Linked DNA regions of Mus musculus: all the other regions are linked to region 1. A link is a contact called in public promoter capture Hi-C data. All regions are on one chromosome and are shown on one strand. The core of a region is the stretch at or near the end of the contact, and the rest is flanking DNA. Distances in the headings are between cores, read along the strand shown. Region 1 holds the start of Kndc1 (kinase non-catalytic C-lobe domain (KIND) containing 1). Region 2 holds the start of Ifitm2 (interferon induced transmembrane protein 2). Region 3 holds the start of Ifitm3 (interferon induced transmembrane protein 3). Region 4 holds the start of Lmntd2 (lamin tail domain containing 2).

Evidence for each region. Promoter capture Hi-C pulls out the DNA fragments that hold promoters and counts their contacts.
Region 2: a contact with region 1 is called in a promoter capture Hi-C map of hippocampal neurons, with 4 times the contacts expected there. The contact joins the promoter of Ifitm2 here to the promoter of Kndc1 in region 1. A contact is called at or near these places in 2 of 39 promoter capture datasets (embryonic stem cells and hippocampal neurons).
Region 3: a promoter capture Hi-C map of stem cell-derived epiblast-like cells shows a contact between it and region 1, with 2.8 times the contacts expected there. The contact joins the promoter of Ifitm3 here to the promoter of Kndc1 in region 1. A contact is called at or near these places in 3 of 39 promoter capture datasets (cranial neural crest, hippocampal neurons and stem cell-derived epiblast-like cells).
Region 4: a contact with region 1 is called in a promoter capture Hi-C map of hippocampal neurons, with 3 times the contacts expected there. The contact joins the promoter of Lmntd2 here to the promoter of Kndc1 in region 1. A contact is called at or near these places in 1 of 39 promoter capture datasets (hippocampal neurons) and 1 of 115 datasets of contacts at active chromatin or transcription factors (astrocytes).

Annotation. Positions count from the first base shown.
Region 1 is chr7:139,892,690-139,895,965 of GRCm38.p6, reverse strand. It overlaps Kndc1 (kinase non-catalytic C-lobe domain (KIND) containing 1), which reads right to left and starts at 1,270. Exons shown (of 31, transcript NM_177261.4): 1 at 678-1,270. The coding sequence starts at 779.
Region 2 is chr7:140,954,678-140,957,969 of GRCm38.p6, reverse strand. It overlaps Ifitm2 (interferon induced transmembrane protein 2), which reads left to right and starts at 2,009. Exons shown (of 2, transcript NM_030694.1): 1 at 2,009-2,300; 2 at 2,797-3,131. The coding sequence starts at 2,055. The coding sequence ends at 2,985.
Region 3 is chr7:141,009,487-141,012,491 of GRCm38.p6, reverse strand. It overlaps Ifitm3 (interferon induced transmembrane protein 3), which reads left to right and starts at 1,748. Exons shown (of 2, transcript NM_025378.2): 1 at 1,748-2,095; 2 at 2,603-2,902. The coding sequence starts at 1,847. The coding sequence ends at 2,767.
Region 4 is chr7:141,212,849-141,216,183 of GRCm38.p6, reverse strand. It overlaps Lmntd2 (lamin tail domain containing 2), which reads left to right and starts at 1,712. Exons shown (of 14, transcript NM_001382822.1): 1 at 1,712-1,749; 2 at 2,107-2,310; 3 at 2,398-2,550; 4 at 2,895-2,982; 5 at 3,103-3,258. The coding sequence starts at 2,126. It overlaps Rassf7 (Ras association (RalGDS/AF-6) domain family (N-terminal) member 7), which reads right to left and starts at 324. Exons shown (of 6, transcript NM_025886.3): 1 at 244-324.

The DNA.
Region 1 (3,276 bases), core at 21-2,520:
GCACCAGGGTATTTCAGGGACTAAAGAATGGTGTATTCTTTACAGGGACTCCAGAGCCTGGTTTGGAGGAGCTCCTCAAAGGTCCTGTATTCTTGAGGGAGCTCAAGATACCCCCGGGAGCATTTTTTTGGGGGGGGCTGCTTGCCATGCTTTTTCAAAACATGGAGTTTGTGCATGACCATTGTTTGGGGGCTTAGGGAAGGGGTCCCTCGCTTCTCCAACCAAGAGGGGCTCTGTGTAGCTCCAGCCACTCTGTACTAGAGGCTCTCAGGGAACTTGGGGGAGGAAGGTTTTTCCAGAGAAGGAAGAACCCTCAATGATGGGAAGGGGTCTCACTGGCCATTCCTAAGCTCATCTGCTTCAACACCTGGCCAGCTGTGGAGGTCAGGTGTGTCCCTATTGTCCCTACCTGCCAGAATCTTCACCCTCCCCCCCCCAATTCTGTTCAAGGATTAAAACCAAGAGCCCATTCCTCCAGTAGCCAACTTTACAGGGACAGTCCCATTGCTGTCCCATATAGCATTCCAGCTGTTCTGTGGCGGGTGGGGCTGAGGACAGGATCCCCTAGCAGTTGCTACTATGAGGGGCCAGAATCTATGCAGCAGAAGAGCTGTGTTCCACCCACTTCTTTTCCCCACCCCTTTTCTGGAGCAGGTGGGCTTCTGGGACGGGCTCACCTCATCCTCCGGCAGGGTGGGGAGCGGCTCGAAGTCGTAGAAGTCCAAGTCCTTGCCATCTTCCTCGTAGAAGCCCCGGGAGGCTGGGTCCATGGCCTGCATCTTGGCGCTCAGCAGGGCCTGCGCGCAGGTTGCAACTCTGGCCCTGGACAGAGCTCCGGTCTGGGATCCCCTCCCCAGCAGGTTTTCTCTGGGTCAGATCCCCTCTCTGGCGGGTCCTTTCCCGGGCAGATCCCGGTCCAAGCTGGCTGCCGCCTCTGAGCCTGCCGGGCTGAGCTGGGCACCGCCAGCTACGCGCGCCCGGCCGCCATGGCAACGCGCCCGCTGCCTGCCGCAGTGTCGCCAAACGGTGGCGCGGGGACGCCTGGGGCGGGGCCGGGGGTGGCTCCCTGAGGGCCGTGGTCACTGGCGGGCCGGGGCCGAGTTTGGGCTCCGCAGATGTCTTCAACTACGTCAGCCTCCGGGGTGCACCCTGCGCCTGCCTGCGCTGTCTGTGACAGTTCGGGGCGGAGCCACTCCGCGCAGCGGCCATCCTAGGGGTCTGCACCTACCTAGACTGAGGGTACCAAGGCTGAGCCCACCTAGATCACACTGGTCCTCAGGACTTTCGCAGTTCCCGCCCCACCCAACCCAGGGGCGGGGTTGCTGCAGTCACCTCCAGTGGCAGCCACGGACTGGGGCAGGTACTGGGTTCTTTAGCTCCTGGAGTCTTTTCCTTGGCTGGGTCCAGTGATGGGCAGAGAATCAGAGTTCATTCACCACAAGCACAGCAAAGGACTACATGGCTCTCCCAAACTTGGCAAAGGACAGACATAGAACCCCTTCCACAGGCTAGTGTTTTTGTTTCTGACAGTCTTTACAACCTTAGCTGGCAGAACTATGGACCACAGCTCCTGAAGCACACTGTAGGTCAGATCGGCTCCTGGCATTGCTGGCTCTATCCCTAGAGCCTAGACTGATCAGACATAATAGTAGACACTCTGCTATGCGCTCCTTGAGTGAAGGAGGGTGGGTTTGTAACTGGTCATGCAGAGTCCAAGGATACAACGCAGTTAGGGATGCTAATTCTCAACAGCCTGCCCTTAGGGCTTCCAATTATTAGCTATTCAAGAGCTTGCAGCCAGGGTAGGTGATGGAAGGTACTGGAAACTTGAGTTGGAGAACAGACATCTCACAGGTCTGCTCACTCCTCCAACACTGTTTTGGGTCAGAAGGGGGCAGATGTGACCAGCAGACACTGTTTGGACTCCCGGGCTTTAGCTGCAACCTGTCTCCGGGCTCTAGATAGATGGCTGAGCCCTGTGCCTCAGTCCGCTGCTTTGGGCCAAGCTGACTCCTTCCTTTGTTCAAGCTTTGATGCTTCTCAGCCACCTTTTCCTCCATGTGCTGCCCTGGTCTGTGCTCTCCTAACCTGTTCTCCACCCAGCCTATACACTTCCAGCCTGTCCTCTCCCTGGTCTGTGCTCCCCAGCCTGTCCTCCCCCTGGTCTGTGCTCCCCAGTCTGTCTTCCCCTGGTCTGTGCTCCCCAACCTGTTCTCTACCCAGCCTGTACACTTCCAGCCTATCCTCTCCTTGTTGTGTGCTCCCCAGCCTGTCCTCCACCCACCCTGTGCTCCCCAGCCTGTCCTCCACTCAGCCTGTACACTCCCAGGCTGTCCTCTGCCCAGCTTGTGCTCCCCAGCCTGTCCTCCACCCAGCCTGTACACTTCCAGCCTGTCTTCCACCCAGCCTGTCCTCCACCCAGCCTGTGCTCCCCAGCCTGTTCTTCAATCCACTCCCTCCAGCCCGTGCTCCCTTAGTTTATCCTCCTCTGTAGGCTGTGATGCCCTCAGCTTGTGCTCCTCCAGCCACGCTCTTATCCCAGTCTGTGCTCCCTACAAAAGGTGCTCCCAAGTCTGTGCTCCTCTGTAGCCTATGTTGTCCTGAGCCTGTTCCCCTGAGCCTGTTCCCCTGAGCCTGTGCTCTCCAAATCTGTGCTGCCCAGGCTTATGCTTCCCAGCCTGTGCTCTCTCCACAGGCAGTGCTCCCTGAAGCTTAGTGCTTTCCTCTAGTTGACGCTCATCCCATCTGTGCTCCCTAAGCCTGTGCACGCCACAGCTGGTGCATCTCAGCCTGTGCTCTGCCTTTCTTCAGACTCCATGCTCTCTTGAGGAACCTAGGTAGGTATGACCAGAAAGACAAGGCTCTGGGGCCTGGTGGTGGCCAAGGTGGGACTTTGTCAGGTGGCTTCACAGATGCCTTTGAACCCTGGGTTTAAGGAAAAGACCTAACATCAACTGGAAGGGGCAGGCAACCCAAGACTTATGGGGTGACCACACTATACAGTTTCTGGCTCTAATGATGCACCGTTTACTTCAGGGGAAAAGGAGTATCCATCTTGGGTTAAGTTTGAATACAGACGTGGACTCAGCTTTTGCTGCAACAGTCAAGTCTTGCCTTCTGGCTTGGGTAACACCATGGCTCCTTCATAGGGCTAGGGCATGAATGCTGTGAGGAATGGGGAGGGGATTTTGGACAGCTCAGACCTATCGGCTCTCTTTAGACTACCAACGACTTTCCTAAAACTTTGGCCCTTCTCAGCTAGACACCCGTTAGTCT
Region 2 (3,292 bases), core at 760-3,259, 1.1 Mb before region 1:
TGCTTACAGTCGTAGAGAGTTAGCCCATGATCATCATGGCAGAAAGAAGGCAGACATGGTATTGAAGCTATAGCTGGAAAGCAGGGGGAGAGAGAGAGAGACACAGACAGAGAGTGACAGAGAGAGAGAGAGAGAGAGAGAGAGAGAGAGAGAGAGAGAGAGAGAGAGAGAGAGAGAGAGGAGATTGGGCCTGACATAAGCTTTTGAAACCTCAAAGCCCATCCCCAGGGACACACCTTCTCCAACAAGGCTACACCTCCCGATCCTTCCCAAACAGTTCTCCTAACTGGAGACCAAGCATCCAAACATGTGAGCCTATGGGGCACTTTCATTCAAAAGTGAGATTCACTCAGAGATGAGACAGAGAGGACATGCACAGGGCTCACTAGGAAAAAGAGCCACACCTTACCACCTCTGACTTTTCCCCTAAAATGATTTTCATCTCTCTCACACACACACACACACACACACACACACACACACACACACACACACACACACACACACACACAAAACCAAGAACAACCCCCACACCACCACCAAACCAAACAATAACAAAGACACCTTACCCCACCCTCTTTCCCTTTAGCCCCTGGAGGCTGCTCACCTACTTCTGACCTGAGAGCTGTTCATAAGGCTTATTCAGGTTTAGCATATATCAGAGCTTTCCTTTTTCATTTGCCAGTTGATAGACATCTAACCTCTGTCTGTTGCCTGTCGTTACGAATGCTGCTGTAGACATGAGATACAGGCATACAGGATACGTATAGACATGTGTTCATTCTCTTACACACGAGAAGTGGGATTCTGGGTTGTAGCTTCGATCTGCCCACTGCCTGCAAAGCCTGCAGCATCAGTGGTGTGGTTTCTTTGCTTCTAAACTACAGTGCTTCCTAATGGGTATGAGCAGTGTGCTGCTGGGGCTTTGATCTGCATTTTGCTAATGAGCAAGAATGTGGAGCCTGTTACCCATTGTGCCTCTTCTAGAAGAAATGTTGAGTTCCCCTTTCGTTCATTTTTTTAAAATTTTTACTTACTACTTTTTATTCATTTATTTAAGACAAGCTGTCATGTAGCCCAGGCTGGACCTTGAACTGATTCTCCTGCTGACCTTTCCCAAGTGCTGGGATTACAGACATGTGACCTGCTCCAGCTTTTGAGGCTCTGATCGATGGTGATGGTTGTACAAGTAGAGGCGAACAAGGGCTCTGTAGTTAGACTCACTGATCTCCTCCTTGCTCCATTCTGCCCTGTGGGATGAAATTTGGGTGCTGGGGGTGGGGGTGTGAGGTTACTGAATGGGTTCAAGTGTCAAACGATTTGTGTCCTTCACCACCAGGGAACTTCCCTTGTTTCTAGGACGCTCAGTTCCCTCACTGCTTCTGCCGGGAAAGACTCGGAGTTCCCTGTGTAGCCGTACTCCTACAGGCTTCATTTTAGCAATGGCTGTTTCGCAACTGGTAGGAAAACATCTGCCTTCCATAAGCTCCCCGGCTGCAGCCAAGTGACTGGAATTTTCCTTCCCTAGCTAGCCAGGAGCATCCAGGCCCTGTGCTGGAAGGCTCCTCCTTCCCCAACTGACAGCCAAAGAAACATTGAGTTGCAGATCTCCCCAGCCCCCACCTGCAACAGATTAGTTTAGGGGTGTGTGTGCTTGGGGTTTTTTAGAGGAGGCCCTCACTGTGAGGCCAGGTTTAGGGATGTACCAGGGGTGTGAGAGCAGGGGGCTGGGGAGACTAGATCTGGGGAGAAGTTCTAGTATGCCTACTGTAAGCAGGAGGTGGAGACCTTCAGACAAGTTTTAGCCCTGGGACAAGTCTAGATCCCTGGAAGTTTATACAGAGGTACCTCAACAGTCAACTAGTCCTGAAGTAATTTGATACTCAAGGCCTAAGTACCGCCCACTTCAGTATCCAGCCAATTCCCCACAGTAAGGCCCTCTGGAGACTAACCCACCAACAGGAAAAGGAAATTGCTAGAGAAAGGGCGGGTCTACAGAACCAGGATAGCAGCAGCCATCCTCCAGACGGGGCGATTGTTCCAGAGTCAGTACCATGAGCCACAATTCTCAAGCCTTCTTGTCCACCAATGCCGGGCTTCCTCCAAGCTATGAGACAATCAAAGAGGAGTACGGGGTGACTGAGCTGGGGGAACCCAGCAACTCAGCTGTTGTGAGGACCACCGTGATCAACATGCCCAGAGAGGTGTCGGTGCCTGACCATGTGGTCTGGTCCCTGTTCAATACACTCTTCTTCAACGCCTGCTGCCTGGGCTTCGTTGCCTATGCCTACTCTGTGAAGGTGAGTGTGCTAGAGGGGGTGGGAGGGAATGGTGTAAGAAGGTGTGTGTGAGCCTGAAGCGCCATCTACTCAGATAGCACCGAGGTGTGAGTGTGGGGTCCTTTCTGTAAGAAAGTGTGTGTGCACCCTTCCTATTTGTGTGTGTGTGTGTGTGTGTGCGTGCGTGCGTGCGCGCGCGCGCGCGCGCGCACTGTCTGTCTCTGGTGTTGGAGACTTTCTGATAGTCACAGGATGAAACTGCCTGGGGATTCTGGGGCCAGACTTTCCCCACCCCTTCACCCTTTAGACTGGGGCCCTAATCTGTGTGGAAAGTGAGGTATGCAGCGAATGCTGGAGCTTACTGTATAGTTTGTGTTTGTGTGTGTGTGAAAAGAGGGGAGGGTTTCCCGGCTGGAGGGAGTGAGACAGTGGGCAGGGAGCAGTTGGGGAAATGGAGCCAGAGCACCTGGCTCTCAGCTGGCCAGCTCCAGGGCTCCTTACATCTAATTTCCTTCAGTCTAGGGACAGGAAGATGGTGGGCGATGTGGTTGGAGCCCAGGCCTACGCCTCCACTGCCAAGTGCCTGAATATCAGCTCCCTGATCTTCAGCATCCTTATGGTCATTATCTGCATCATTATTTTCTCTACCACCTCTGTGGTAGTCTTTCAGTCTTTTGCACAAAGAACACCCCATTCTGGATTCTAGCTGCCCTGTGCTCCACGGTCCACATCTGCCCCGCCCCTGCCCCGCCCCCAGGCTCAAGCCTCGACCCTTTACCCTACGCGTATGCAAATGTTACCTTCACCTATCTGTCCACAGTGGATTCAATAAAGTGCACGGGGTGGCAACTCTGGCTGTGACTCACTGTTCTCTGGTTCTGTACCGAGCTCACCTTGCATCCTTTTTGTCTGAGGAGAGCAAGTGTCGTTAACTTGTCAGGCTTCTGGTCTCCAGATATGGGCAGCAGCCGACCTGTGGGTTTTTGCCTGATCCAGGCAGAGGGGATCCGAGG
Region 3 (3,005 bases), core at 499-2,998, 1.1 Mb before region 1:
CTGTCTCGAAAAATCAAAAACAACAACAACAACAACAAAAAAGTTATACCAAGATCCATCATTCCTGAAACCAGAGTGTGTTGTGACCACAGGATAACGCTTGCTATCACTTAAGGGCTGGGTGTGTGTGTGTGTGTGTGTGTGTCATTCATATTATTTTATCTCCCACTCCGCTGAGAGGCAACAGAAGGATGTGTGAAGAGCAGTGTGAAGTAGGCCTTGGAGAGGTATCCGCAGAACAGAAAGAAATAACACCAGAAACCAACAGAAACCACCACTTTCAGGCTCCAATCAGAGTCCCTGTGGCCAGTCCAAAGCCCTACCCCTGAGGCCTGAGGCCTGACTGAGGCCTGGAAGGAGGCCTCTGTGAGGTAGGTACGCCCATGGAAACCACTCTACCTAGCTTCCCAGAGGCAGACTTTTTCAGAGATGTTGACTAAACCAGCACCAGCTAATAGGACTGCAAAGAAGGGAGTCTGTAGGAGGTGCTGATGTCTCTGTGAAGAACTCAAGAAAGATAATGAAATGAGTGGAACCTAGAAACTAGAGCAGCCCCAGCTCCCAAGACTCAGGGCACTAGGAAGGGTGGGTGCTGCAGGGCACCTTGAAGGAGATCTCTGTAGTAGCCTGGTCCTTCCAGTGCCACCAAGATAGAAAGTGGATGCAAGTCCTAACAAGAGAAGCCAGGCCAGATGTCCCTGTTATCACTGAGTCCTTCAGTATGATCAGGAGTAGCTTTCCTGGTCACAGCCCTCACCCCACCAAGCGTTTGAGAAAGCGTCTCTGGTAGGACGAAGGTCCTCTCGGTGACCATGCCACTAGCACTAATAAATTTTGTTAGGGCAGGAGGGAAAAAGAGTGGCTGTAGCACCAACAGGCCAGCCCAGGACCATGAGGTCAGAGCCAAGTGACCGAAGATCATTTAGTTCTAATACCAAAGTCCAGTGGTTGATCACACTTAGGGCACTAGGGCTCTGCAAGGAGAGAGACACAGAGGCGTGTTAGCATTTTGTCTAGGCTCTGCCCCACAGTTATCTGGCAACAGCTGGGTGTGCCTGACTCACACTAAAAGGGGCTGCTCCCCCCCTTACTCTCTAACCTTCCTGCACCTGCTTCCCCCTCCTCATTCCCCACTCCCTCCGAGTGCTCATGGCCAGCCTCTACTTCTCTGTTCTCTCTCTCTCTCTCTGCCTTTCTCTGTCTCTACTACCCTCTCAACCCCCTCCCCATGAATAGAGAATAAACTCTGTTCTATGCGATACCACCGTGTGGCTGGTCCCTCAAAGGGAAGGGACGCTTCAGCGTGGGCCTGCAGAGGCCCCCCCTCCCCCAACATATGACTGCATAGCCACCGAAGATATTCCTTCTCTCTCCTCTTTAAAACACAAGAAGTACCGTTCATCCCACCTGTCTATGAAGCCAGGAGAACTGGCGTTCATAGTGAGAGGCTCTCTGGGCACTCTTTATTGCTGAATAAAGAATAGAGGGTTCTTTGGGGCCTGGCTGGGACCTTGATAAGGAACAGTGAGGTTCTGCAGCTGTGAGCGTGAGCTTGGTTGACTCCAGGACCCCTCACTCTTAAACACTGAGGTTTGGGCCTTGGGACAAGTCCTGACTTGGGCTCCTGGCCTGGAAGTTCCCCTGATTCACAATCCTTCCTGACATCCTGCCCTGGAGTAATTTGATCCGCAGGCTTTTTAGATCCCCGCCCCTCTGAACCCAGAGCAGTTTCATCAAGCCAAAATTCAGGAAAAGGAAACTTCTGAGAAACCGAAACTGCCGCAGAAAGGGCAGACCCGCAGCGCGCTCCATCCTTTGCCCTTCAGTGCTGCCTTTGCTCCGCACCATGAACCACACTTCTCAAGCCTTCATCACCGCTGCCAGTGGAGGACAGCCCCCAAACTACGAAAGAATCAAGGAAGAATATGAGGTGGCTGAGATGGGGGCACCGCACGGATCGGCTTCTGTCAGAACTACTGTGATCAACATGCCCAGAGAGGTGTCGGTGCCTGACCATGTGGTCTGGTCCCTGTTCAATACACTCTTCATGAACTTCTGCTGCCTGGGCTTCATAGCCTATGCCTACTCCGTGAAGGTGAGTGTGCTAGAATGGGGGGAGTGATGGTGTAAAAAGGTGTGTGTGAACCTGAAGCTCCATCTACCCAGATGGCACCGAGGTATGAGTGTGGGGTCCTTTGTTTAAAATAAGTTTGTGTTCATTCTTCTGTGGTGTGTGTGTGTGTGTGTGTGTGTGTGTGTGTGTACACGTGTAGGCTTAAAGGCTCTCTGGGGGCAGACACAGGGTGAGGCTGCCTGGGGATTCTGGAGTCAGACTCTTCCAATGCAGAGATGCCTATAGCACCTTCACTCAACAGACTGGGATTCTAGCCTGTGTGGAAAATGTTCAGGAGATTCATGGGGAACAATAGCCTACAGTGGGGTGAACAACAAGTGCTAGGGCCTCCTGGATGATCAGAGGATGTAAAATGTTCCTGACCTAAGATGGGGAGATGCAGTCCACAGGGAGTACGTCAGGAAAACTGTCAGAGCATCTGCCTATCAGCTCCAGGGCCACTGACCGTGTCTATCTGTTCTGCTCCAGTCTAGGGATCGGAAGATGGTGGGTGATGTGACTGGAGCCCAGGCCTACGCCTCCACTGCTAAGTGCCTGAACATCAGCACCTTGGTCCTCAGCATCCTGATGGTTGTTATCACCATTGTTAGTGTCATCATCATTGTTCTTAACGCTCAAAACCTTCACACTTAATAGAGGATTCCGACTTCCGGTCCTGAAGTGCTTCACCCTCCGCAGCTGCGTCCCTCCTTGCCCCTCCCTACACGCAGGTGTAACACTCATTTATCTATCCACAGTGGATTCAATAAAGTGCACTTGATAACCACCATCCTATGACTGCTTTTATTCCTCCCACCCCTCTATCTTCCTTGCTCTGAGGTGGACATGTAGGTTATCCTCAATTTGGCAGTAGTCTCTGGCCTGCTGTTGT
Region 4 (3,335 bases), core at 463-2,962, 1.3 Mb before region 1:
CTCCCGTCCAGCCAGAGCTCTGGGTTCTGGTGGTCCCGCCCCACTGGGGGGGGTGGGCACAGCCCGCCTCACGGCAGATCCCCGGCAGCGCGGGATCCAGACGTCCCACTCTGCAGCGGACAGACGCAGGTGCAGCACGGCCACCACGCGTCCCTTCACCCAGATTCGCTTCTCCTCGGTCGAAGACGGCTCCCTGATGCCGCGCCCAGTGCTCAGGAGTCTCGAGAACCCGGCACAGCTCACCTGGGTACTTGCTGGCCTTCGGGACTTGGGCGCTTCGGTGCCGCCTCAACCTGCTGTCCCAGCGCCGCGGCGCGCCCAACCTCACGGCCTCATTGGCTCCCGGTCTTCACGCCCCGCCCCACAGCATCCCATTAGCTCGGAGGCGTGTGTCTCCCGCCCCATGCCCACTCCCATTGGCGACCCTTCTCCCACCACGCCCCATTGGCTCGTTACTCGGTCCCGCCCCGGAGGCAACCAGGTGTGGGCGGGGCCCTGAGTTAGGTAGTGGCCGGACGGAGTCGCCCCAGATGCTCACCTCTGTTAATCAATGCGGAAGCGCGTCTGCTGCTGCGTTAGCTCTGGGCTGATTGGCCCAAGTGAGGTGTGCTCCCAGCTCAGACTTCCTCAGCCGACTTTCAAAGTGCTGGTCTCCGCCCACAGAGAGGGCTCCTGACTGGAATCCTGCAACCCTGACGTGCACCCCATCTCAACAATCGCTCTAGGCCTTTTCAGCCCTGCTCCCTAAGGAATCTGTGGCTGAGGACACCGGGAAGAAAGGCCATGAACACTCCCGCCCACCTCGTTCCATTCCGGGCTGCTACCCGAGGGAGGTGGAGTTTAGTGGGCCCTGCACCCTGGTGGGGGAGGGGGTCGTCCCTGAGGCTGACTGGGACAAAGACCCTGGGATCTTTGTCTGAAGCTCCATCCTCTCCCCTCCCCCAACGGATCCAGCGTCCTCCACAGCAGTCCTCCTCTCCCTGAAGCGGGAGGGGGGCGGGGGGCTAATGGCTTCTCTGCTGCCCTGGTGGGGCTCTGTCTGCTCTGCCCCATCGCAATGCTGTGGGAGGAGATTCCCAAGCCCTTGTGGCCATAAGGAAGCAGATGGAAGTATGAGGCTGACAAGGTAGAAGGAACCTTCTGGGCCTCTCTTCTGATCTGAGGCAGAAGCAAGGTCCTTCAGGGTTCACTAGTGGAACTACCATTGGGGAGAGCCCAGAGGTGTGGAGATAAACACAGGAAGGCTTCCAAGAGTTAGGTAGAAGGCTATCAGACACAGCTTCACTTGTTGGCTAGAGTTAGCACAGCCTCTCCAGTCTCTTATCACCATCCTTGACTGCCCCTTAAATCAACTCACTTCCCTAGGACCATTTACATACTCAAGACACCTATACATACTTCTCTCTCTCTCTCTCTCTCTCTCTCTCTCTCTCACACACACACACACACACACACACACACACACACACACCACACTGAATTTACTCATAGGACACCATTGTTTTCCAGTACCAGCCTATCACCACTGGCTAGGGACAGGTAGTTCCCTGGGCCTCCTTGGCTTAGCTGGGTGGGTAGGAATCTGGTTTACAGATCCAGACCATATTGGTACAGAATGCACTCGTGGTCCTGGGCCGGGTCTCCCTGGATGCTTCTGGTAACAGACACCCTCCCCCCTCAGGTACAGAAATCCATGGCAACGGTATAGAATGCTTCCTTCCCTAGGCCTTCTGTGGGTTTAGGCCTCAGGTGAGTTTGGTGGTGAGTTCCTGGGCTGAGGGGGACATGAGTAGGAGTTTCAGGCAAAAGGTTAGCACCTAGCCTGAGTTTAAGTAGGGAAAGAGGGGACAGTAGGGAATATATGTATATACTGGGGATATGTTGCCCAGGAAAGTGACCTGCTGTCCTAGCCTGAAACATAGAGATGAGGACACTTGTGTGAGCAGCAGTCCTATGTCCTATTGAGTAGTCACCTGTAAGCCTCCTCAGAAAGAACTGGCAAGTGCTAACTGGGCCTCTGTGGCACACAGAGAGAGTCCTGTGAGGTTCCCACACCTGGGACACAGGACAGACTCTATTCTGCTTCCGGCCTTCCTTCCTTCCCAGCTCCTGAGCAACATCAAGCATGGCCCCTAAGTCTTGCCAGGAGTCTGAAGATAAGCAGGTATCCCCAGCTCCAGCAGGTGTACAGCCAGACAGCAGTGACTTAGGGTCTCCAGTTGGCACACCTGTCGACAGAGTGGCTCCTTCCTATTCTCAGAGCGCTAAGCTCTACACATCCACACCAATGGGCTGCTCCGTCAAGCAGCAGTAAGGAGGCAGCGGGGTGGGGCGGCCTCCTGGGCTGGGCCAGCCAACGGGCCAGCCTGATCAAACCACAGGGCTCTGAAATTGCAGGTTAGCCCCTGAAACCCTGGACCCACGTACCCTGAGGCTCTTATGGGAACAGAGAGAACTAGAGATCCAGGCACTTCGGTGGGCTGTTCAGAATGGCCACAATGCCCGATACTCCAGCATCCTGCAAGAGGTGGCAGGGGTTCCCTCTGAGCGGTCAGTGGTGAAACCCTCAGCCCAACCCAGGTCCTACCCTGCTGTGGCTCCTACTTTCTGTCTGACCCCAGCCTCAACCACTGAGCCCTCCTCTACCTGATTGCCTCTAACTTTACTCCTTGCATGACTTGACACTCTGCCATACCCTTGATTAAGTTACTGTGCTGGAAATGTCATCCTACTCCCTAGCATGTAGACCCCTGCCCAGACCTGTTAGGGTTTACTCTGCACTGGCCTGTTCTAATATGTGCCTCCAGGGTTTGGTGGCTGTGGGGCCTCCTTTACCTACTCTTCGGAACCCTTGCTTGACCTAGACTAAGGGGTATGATTGCCCCTCCTACCAGGAACTCCAAAAGTCAAGACAAATTCCTGCGGAACCAGGTCCAGAAGCTAACCCTGGAGCTGAAAGCACAGAAGGAACAAGCTCAGCAGGTGATGGGGTGGGATCAGGGATCAGGGCGATGACTTGGCAGGCTGTAGCTACCCACCTAGGGTTGGTCTGAAAGGTGGGGCCACTGGAGGCCTCTCTCACTGGCAGAAATTCCTCATCAGGAGAAACAGCAGTTAGAGGAGAAACTGCAGCAGAACCTCTGGGCAAAGCAGCAGCTGGAGGCTGAGCTTCAGACTTTTCAAAAATCATGCCTTCTGCAGCTAGCCCGTTCCTCTTGGGTGGGACGCGTGCTGAGGTCTCAGACCGGCAGCGTCGAGGTGAGTTTGTGCTCCTGACCTAATACCTCTCAGGCACCCCCCCCCCAACACTTCTTGATCGGTCAGCATGCTTTTGT